Linked DNA regions of Zea mays: region 1 is linked to region 2. Evidence: chromatin contacts called from public Hi-C data. All regions are on one chromosome and are shown on one strand. Each heading gives the region's core, a stretch centred on a gene start, on an enhancer-like site or on the middle of the called end of the contact. The rest is flanking DNA. Distances are from core to core; before and after follow the strand shown.

Evidence for each region. A called contact is a pair of places that touch in the nucleus more often than the background predicts.
Region 1: a contact with region 2 is called in a Hi-C map of root tip, with 3 times the contacts expected there. The contact joins the promoter of LOC100274561 here to the enhancer-like site in region 2. A contact is called at or near these places in 14 of 25 Hi-C or Micro-C datasets (bundle sheath, ear, endosperm and 4 more) and 1 of 3 datasets of contacts at active chromatin or transcription factors (leaf).

Annotation. Positions count from the first base shown.
Region 1 is chr4:22,113,765-22,118,660 of Zm-B73-REFERENCE-NAM-5.0, forward strand. It overlaps LOC100274561, which reads right to left and starts at 1,901. Exons shown (of 4, transcript NM_001148916.1): 1 at 1,350-1,901. The coding sequence starts at 1,806.
Region 2 is chr4:21,906,611-21,911,059 of Zm-B73-REFERENCE-NAM-5.0, forward strand. It overlaps LOC100273243 (Zinc finger CCCH domain-containing protein 33), which reads left to right. Exons shown (of 7, transcript NM_001147685.1): 7 at 2,098-2,764. The coding sequence ends at 2,370. Among protein-coding and RNA genes, the nearest start is that of LOC100273243, 20 kb to the left of the region's middle. Within about 2 kb of position 2,276, at least 9 of the 20 cell types and tissues checked have an H3K27ac peak or open chromatin away from gene starts, as enhancers often do. A contact at or near this core is called in endosperm and root tip, where this site is marked.

The DNA of each region.
Region 1 (4,896 bases), core at 651-3,150, 210 kb after region 2:
GTCCGATTAGTCGACGACTAATCATGGTTAATCGTCCAATTTTGTGTGAGACGACCAGATTGAATATGTGTTTTTTAGATGGGCTTTTGAGATTTATGGGTGCTGCTTTTGTGGGCTCTGGGCTACCATTTCTACTCATATGTGGGATCATAGGCTGCTATTGTGGCCTTTTAGGGTCGCCAAACTAGGCAGCCAGCTACAGTCGCACAAGAACGCATCGCATAGAGCCGCCCGTGCTGCCGCACAGCTACAGTGCCACCCGCAGATTCTAGCCGGCCGGCCGTGCTGCCACAGTGCTGCTGCCGGTCTGCCGGCCACAAGATCCAGTTCCAGGCAACAGCCCTGCTGCCGCACAGCTGCAGTGCCGTCCACAAGTTCTAGGTGGCCGGCCGTGCTGCACTGCTGCCCCCCAGGCGACGCCTGCCATCTTCAAGGTTCGTCGTTTAGGCCTACCTCTTGTGTATCAGCTGGTATCAAGCACCAAAAAGATGAGCTCGTCTTGCTGCTGTGCTTTCCTTGCATTAGGCTCAATTAGTCGGTCTGGTCGACAACTAATCGCGAATAGTCGACTGGTCAGTAGCTATACGGCTGGGTTTGACTAGACGACTTCAAAACATTGGTGTAAAGTTTCAACAAGAACTTCAAATCCTTGATCTGGCAGGAACAGTAATTTCACTAGCATAAAAAGATGCAAATGACGCTAGTCACCTCCTACAATTGCTGCAACACAAACCAATGTCCAGGCAAAGAACTGGCAATAACAGTTAACAGATGATTATTAACAAAACTCGAGCAATCCTGAACTACTGCACATTAATCCCTCATTTTCTCCCCCGTGTCTTGCACATCCACTGCTACAAGAGCATCATCTCATCAATTAAACTTAGGATTGCCACACATTCAATGAAAAAGATGTAACACCACTAGGTGATACACTCTCACCATCCAATTGGCAAGCATAAGTGTAACAACTCAAACCCGGAAATAATCAAGAAACAGTAGCGAAGAATACATAACAACATAAATACAATAAACAAATAAAGAGCTATTACCACCAAATTCATTGCATGATGTATCACCCATTTCATTGGAATATACAGGAAAAATTATAGCAAAAGCATGAAGAATGGGTTCATCACCAATCAAATGAACTTGATGATGTAATCCCAATTCTCAAAAGGCAAATTCAATGTACATTGAGAAGAGAAGTAATTATCATTTCAGTATTTCACTAATCAGTTGAACTTGTTAATGCAATCCCAATTCCCAAAAACAGATTCAACGTACAATCAGACAAGTAGCAAATATTCAAACCCAACAGAGATAAAAAAAATGCAAGAATTCAGTACCGTTATAACCGTCCCTCCGACGCTTCGCCGCTGCCACGGCCTCTTCATGTTCATCCTCATCCTCGTCATCATCAGACGGAGGCGGCGGGATCGCGCGCTGAACGGCGGATGACCGGCGCGTGATGCCGGCGTCGAAGACGGAGCGGGAGGGGAGGAGGAAGTAGAACTTGGTGTCCCCCATCTGGAGGAGGTCCTGGGAGTCGAGCTTGACGGGGGCGGACCCGGGGACGTGGTGCACGCCCTCGACGAGGCAGCCGTTCTTACCAAGCACCTCAAGCGCGAAACGGCGGCGCAGGAAGTCGTAGAAAATGCGCGCGTGGCGGCGGGAGACGTTCATGCCTGCTCCGAGGGCGCCGAGGTCCACGTCGACGCCGTCGTCGGCCTCCGGCGGGGCGGCGACGGGGCCCTTGCTGCGACGGCGGCTATGGCGACCTAGAACGATGGAGTAGGTCTGCATGTAGTACTCGAAGCACTCGCCATGTAGCTTCGCAAATCCGACCTCCCGGTCCGACGCCGCCGCCGAGTCAGCGGCGGGGCGCCGCGCGTTCCCCATGCGTGGCCGAGGAGGCGAGGAGGGGCTTGGGGTTTGGACCGTTTGATTCTGGTTAGGATTTAGGGCAATGGACCAATGGTGCAAGTACGAGCAGAAAAGACCCGCTCGCCGGCGGCGATCGGGCCATGTTGGGCCAGAAGCTTCAGCGAAAACTAGCTATGTTGGGCTGCATCCGAAATTTTGGTCCGGCCCATACGATTACTAGTTAGATACGAGCGTCAGTATCCTCAAACAAAGGACCGAGCGGCGAGCGTCCATGGTGTAGCACTTTAGGTTCTGTTTGGACTTTGGAAGTGTAGTTTTTTCATGGTTTTTGACAAATATTGTAGGATTTGCTAATACTATAATATTCTAGATCAAAAGTTTTTTGAGAAATCACTAAAAACAGAGTTTTCAATACTATGGATTAGTCAAATTGTAGTATTTTTGGAGTATTTGGTACAGTGGTTCAGACCCAAATTTTCTCACGCGCATTTTTTTCACATCCTGATACCTGACTCATGATCTTTTCCTATCTGCACAACCTTTTCTCCCGACACCGCCCATTTCTTTTTCCCGCCCTGTGGTCGCCCAAGTCTCTCGCATTTGTGATCCTCAGGTTCTCCTCTCGCTGTCGCCCCATGTCCTCCGTCACCTAGCTCTTGCTCCCGTTGTCGCCCAGTGCTTTTCCCGCACACACCCTCACTCGTCTAGTAGAGAGTCTCATCCTCCGCGCCGGCTTAGGGATTGAAGCTGTCGGCTTAGGGATTGAAGTTGCCGCCACCATGCGAGGAGCTGGGGATGAAGAGAAGGTCGGTATGTTTCGTTCTCCTCACTATTCCTCTCTGAACCACCTAGGGTTACTACTTTTTTACACATGCTTTTGGTTGAGAATCAATTGTGCTATTTTGTGTCCATTTTGCTATTGATATTGATATATTCAGTTTGTAATCAGTTTTGTGTCTACTTGGTATTGATGTTCATATATGCAGTTTATAATCACAGTTCTGAGAATTTTGTTTGTTATAGAAAAAATAGAGGTGAGAGCATATTGCAATGAAGGTAGAAACATGGATTTTGTGAGCATCCTCAAAGAATACAACTCACCAAGATATCGTGCTCAGAATGGATGGAACAAAGAGGCATGGAACAGTATGACACAACACATCTACAGCTGATCCTTCATCCTTCCCATCCAACACTTACATGCACAATTTACTGATAAAGCCACACACCACCATTACATTCTGTGACAGACCACCCTTTCTATTTTGATATGGGTCTTGCAAGCTATGAGATATAGTAATAGGAACATGAGTTCTATCGATCGCTGCAATACAGTCCTAAACAATATAACAGTTCAAGTATAATACCTTGAAGTATAATATAAGTTGCTTAAAATACAATATGGCATGAGTTACTTATAATACATTAAAGTATGGCATAAACTTGGGGTTGCTAGATGAAAGTCGTCTAGAGGGGGGTGAATAGCCGAAACCTGAAATTTATGAACTTTGAACACGAACTTCACTCGAGGTTAGGATTAGAAACAAGTAATAATAAAATCAGAGTGCGGAGGAGAGTTCTTCTTGCTAAGAGTTGCTCAATCGATGCGGATGACTTTGGGAGCTAACTCAAAAAGATTGTATGCAAGAGAACTTAGAGAGAGGAGAGAGGAAGAATCAAATCGTAAGGTAATGATCAACACAAATGAACACAACGATTTGTTTCCTGAGGTTCGGTTCCAATGAACCTACTCCCCATTGAGGAGGCCACGAAGGCCGGGTCTATTTCAACACTTTCCCTCTCTCAATCGATCACTTAGATTGGTTGAGTGTTGTAACACCCCTGGTGTTACTGCCACTAAAACTTGAGCATAACATCATAAGCATTGGCATATCATGTGATTGTTACACTTAGAATGCATTCACTAGGCAAAAAGTTCAAACAAGTTGTATTGATGTGACATGTTATAAGTGAAACCCTAGGGTACAGTGCTTAACCCCAGATTGGGCTTAATAGAGCAAACAAAGCTTAAAAAGAGAAAGCTTCAAAACTTATTAGAGATGGTCATAACATGTCACCATGGATGAACTTAAGTAGCATCCAAACCCTAGAAGTATCAAAAACCCTAAATAGAACCCTGGAAAACCCTAGACTAAGACCCTAAGGGGCTAAGTGCAAAACTAGTGCACTTTTGGACTAAAGTTCAAAAAACCAAGGTATTAGGGTATCTTAAGTCATATGGTTCACATAATTGGGGATTCCCAAGTCAAAAGATGTGAACTGGACTTATTTGCAAAAAGCCCTATTTGAGCCCTATGGAGTTAAGTCTGATTTTCAGTGCATTTGGCTCAACTTTGAAGCTCTGTAACTTCCAAACCATAAGGATTTTGCCCTGGGTCAACGCATCAAAAGTCTAGAGCTATTATAGGAGGATAACTTTGATACAAACATCTTCTTTAGTTGTTATACAAAAATTAAAGAAACTGCAGCCCAAAGTTGCTTTGTCAGAATTGTGTTGAATAACTGAAACTGAATTCGAAAACAGAAATGGTCACAGTGGGATGGGGCCAAATTGGACGCACCATATCTTTGAATTCACTCGGTTTTGACCCAAGTATCCTATAGTAAGTTTGAAGGCTGATGTTTAGTGAACAAACTTTGTTAATGAAGTTTGCTCTGTTCTTAACAAGAATCAAGAGAATAAGTGGGTGGAAGGGGGTCGGTTCAGGAAAACGCTGAAGATCAAAACTGAGTAAATATCTGAAGAACGCGGGTAAAAGATCTGCGGCACTGTTGAATCGGATGTGCTCGAGTAATCTGGTGAAGGGGATTTGATCGCGTAAAGATAAATTCGGACGTGGCACCATTCCGCGAACCCAATCGTGTGTGCCCAGAGAAATCCCACCGGCGGTCACCGTGGCTCGGTCACTTCCACCGCGGTGTCACCCATGCCTCATTTTCCCCTTACTGTGCCTCTTCTATACGTGGTAGCCATGCGTGAACAAAGCC
Region 2 (4,449 bases), core at 1,026-3,525:
AGGGCCTCTGTCCAGTAGCTGGCGGGGTGAGAAGCCTAGAAGAGAAGGCAACATGTCATATTAGTGGTGGTGCGAATCATGTGTTCGGCCCAGCCGTTCTGGGCAGAGGTGTAGGGGCACGAGAGACGCATCTGGACGCCATTGGTGAGAAAGAAAGAACGGGAGGCGTGGTTGTCGAACTCGCGGCCATTGCCACATTGCAGGTCACGGACCGAGCGACGAAACTAGGTGGATACCCAGGCGAAGAAGTGTGTGAGGGTGGTGAACGTGTCGGACTTCAACCGAAGAGGAAAAGTCCAAAGAAAATGGGAAAAATCATCCAAAATCACCAAATAGTATTTATAACCAGAAAGACTGAGTACAGGGGAGGTCCAGAGATCACAATGAACCAGGTCAAAAGCCTGCTCAGCCCGAGAAGTAGTAAATGGGAGACAAGTATGTCGGCCTAACTGACAAGCTTGACAGAGGCCCTCAAAATGTCCCCTACTACATGAAGGATCTAAATTGCTGGTAATATTGGTCATGATGTCTGGTCCTGGATGGCCGAGACGACGATGCCAAGTGGTGGGGGAGGTGGTGGAGACTAGGACGGGAGGTGGAGACGCGCCGGTGGTGGAAGGTCGGAGCGTGTAGAGTGGCCCCGCGCTGTCACAACGGGCGAGAGGAGTCCTGGTGGCCAAATACATGTAACAAGCAAAAACATTGTTTAGCCATACAAAATAGTAAAAACGAAGTGACTCGTTCTAGAAATAGTAACTTGATTAATCCCGAGTTCCCAACACATACAGGTTTTTGAACTCAAACAGAGCATGAAAGATAAAAACTTGCATCTCTCAAGTGTGGCCACCACCATCAGGTATTATCTCTCAAGTCTGTACACCTAATTTTACTAGGTAAATATTACTCATGGGTAATCAGGTTTGTATTGTGCTTCCCCATACCCACCATACCCAATGGGAAAAGAATTTCCCCCAAATATGTACCCACGGGGATTAAAATCTCCCCATACCCTAACTCTAAAAAAACTCGGGGGTAAGACCGCTCCACTGAATTATATTAAGAAGAAGACCTTGTCACGTAGGTCGAGAAAACCTCAGAAGTCAGAACCCCTGCCCCACCCATACACCACGACATCATAGCCCATGTGAGAACAACCGGGACCAGGCTTTAGACCTGTTCTTTGGCGTGAGACAGACGAGGGAATTTTTTAACCACAACCTAAAATTCGCTCCCACGGAGAGTCGAATCCAAGATCTGAGGAGTGCTATTTAGACCACCTAACCAACTTGGCTAGAGGCCCTTTCGCACCATACCCTAACTCTAATAGAGAAATTTCCCATGGTTAACGGATAATGAGTCCCAAATGACACCTTTAAGCTAGATAGGTTGGATGTGGAGAGCAAACACTGTCGGCTGCTGAGGTGTTGCCTCTTTGTGACGTCAGCCCATTTGCAGCACGTGAGACAGGCAGTGGTAGACCGCATACAAGGGATGAGTATAAACTCCGATGGCATACAAGAGATTTTTCCAAACAGAAATGGATAGTGGGTGGATTAGATTAGATGAGTCTAACCCTAACTCTCATCCTTGGCTGTGATACCATGTTACTAACCTTAAAAGAGTGGAAGAACCATGCTGCCACAGTGTGTGTGTATATATATATATATATATATATAGCGCCTAATGGGCCTGTAGTAGATGTATACTTGTCAACTCTTTGGTGTAAAATTCAATTGATTATGATGTGTTTGCAGAAATTGTAACCCAGGGGGTGTCATTTCTCAATAGTTTATCTTCTCTGGTTCTCTTCTGTATCTTAATTTTTTAAAGGAACTAGTGAGTGCTAAACATAATTCTTGCTTGGGCTATACAGCTGTTTCAAGAGCCAATCCTTTATAATATATACTGTCACTTATCCCTTTTCATTTTCTTTATCGTTGATAATGTATTTATTCCCTATGGTTACCCACAGAAAATGAACCTTAAAACTAATGCCAAGGTTGATGCCATGCAATACTTGACACTGGTGGTATAATGCAAACATGCTACACACATACGTGTTGCTTAACCATCTGTTTATTTTATTTCCGCTCACAGGGAGAGCCAATATGCAGTTTCTACAATCGCTACGGCATGTGCAAGTTCGGTCCAAATTGCAAATTCGATCACCCAATGGGAAATGCCATGTACGGCCAGGCTCCATCGCCAGCTAGCGAGGCCCCAGCTCCTCGGCGCATGCTGGCACATGTACCGCCGTCGCACCCAGAAGCATCGCCTGATGGTGGTTCCGGAAGGTCTAGGAGGATTGCCCACTCTGATTCCCAGCAAATACCCTCTGGTGAAAGGAGCGCTGAGAGAGAGGCGTCCTAGGCCATCCTCGGTGTCTTCGTTCCCCATTCTTGACTGGAGTAACCATCTGCAACCAACAACATTCGAGGATCCGAAGCTGTACAGGTCTTTTGCCCCACCTCTGAGCTTTACATACCGGAGCTTGCTTCAACGTGTATTGCATTCAGGCAGGAAAAAGTTCTTGCCTGTTCGGGATGCTCATTTGCTCCCCCACTGAAACGGGAACAAACCTACCTTATTTAAAACATATGTATGGATGGAACCTACTCACCTCTGGACATTCAAACCCATTCGAGTCATGTGCACTGGTCCCGGTGCTGTAGTTATAGAGCTGTCTTTGCATGGACAAAGCTGTTGCGAAACTGACTGGGGATGCGCAAGCATAACCTCTTTTGTTAATTATTGTCTCGTTTTTTTTTTCTCGGCATTTATCTCTTTTTCATAAGGGCAGCCCCGCACTCTGAAAGTGTGCGTTTTGAAGATTGGGAAAATAATAGGTTGCCATCGTATGCTCTGTATTACCCACCATGCTTTAAACTCAGTTATTTGAGAGTCGTTTTTATCTTGGTGGTCCTGACAGGGACTGTTTATTTTAGCTTATAGATTATATAATCTGGATTATAATCTAAATTATATAATTCAGATTATAATTTAGATAGATTATAATTTATATGTAGTTGTTTGATAGTCTAGATTATACAAATATAGATCATTCACAAAGATAACAATACACTTTTTGTTTATTTAGGTAAGGAGAGAAGGATGACATATATTGTAATTTATATTTACATAACCAAATAACCATGAATAGTGAGTCTTTTGCCAAAAATAATCTCAAATAAGCTACTCTTGAGGAGATTATAAGATTATTATAATCTGGGCTTTAGATTATATAATCTGAACCCATAATCTAGGTGTTTGTTTACTTGTTGGATTATTTGCGCTGGATTATATAATATGAAGAGATTATAATCCGAAACAAACATGACCTTATGTTTCTACATCGTGTACAAAGTGCCCACCTTGGTGCTTATCTACGTTTAAAATGCAAGATGACATGATGCTAATGATAGTGATGGTACAAAGTGCCAATAATGTTGAGCGAAGTTTACACCCATTTCTACCAAGAGACAAGTCTCTGTGAGCCATTATATCCAACTTCCTTATTATTAAGCTGTCTCCACCCATTCTCTCTATAATCTCTCTCTATACACTGTAATTCGGTTATTTATCTTTTTATATTTTTTTAAAAAAATTGTACCATATTTGTACTACCATACTACACATTATACTTAAACAAGATTAATATCTCAAAGAAATGATATAATGAAAGTACAGAGAAACATAGAGCTTTCCTTATATATACAAAGAAATTTCTTCCTCCTTATATATAGAGTCTTTTTAGGGAAGCCTTTGTAGTGGCGGATGATGTGAGAAAATCAAGGTACAACTCAAGCAGTGGTGTAAGAAAAATTCATAGCGTAATTGAAAATAAAAGTACCATATTGAAAGGACATAACGCAATTGAAAATAGACAATGCAAGCAAAGTGCCTTATATATAAGAAGGGATCAATGTACATAATTTTGATCAATTATAACTTTATAACATAGTACCAAAAATCTGCAATTTTTTAGAAGAGTTTGTAGGAAACGGTAACGTCTAAGAAGGGGGTGAATTAGGACTTCAAAAACTATCTCTAAACTAGGCCACAATTAAATCCTGGAGCAAAACATATCCAGATAAACAATCTAAAATGTACAAACTAGGTTTTGTCTAAGTGTTGCTATCTCTACCGCAAAGTCTAAGTTTCAATCCTAAATAATCTAACTAGAAAGACGAGATTAAAACTTAAATACTTAATATAAATGCGGAAGGTAAAGAGCAAGATAGAGATGCAAACTCTCGTGGATGACGCCAGTATTTTGGTGATTGATGACAACCCTACAAGAGTGTGAGACTAGTTTGTTTGTTTTTCTGTCAATAGAGAAGATGGTTAGTTATACTTAATAATTTTGACAGAAAGAGGCGTGTAAAAGAATAGTAAGTATAGGCGCATACACGACATAAGTTTCTTGTTCATATAAAAATGAAATGAAAT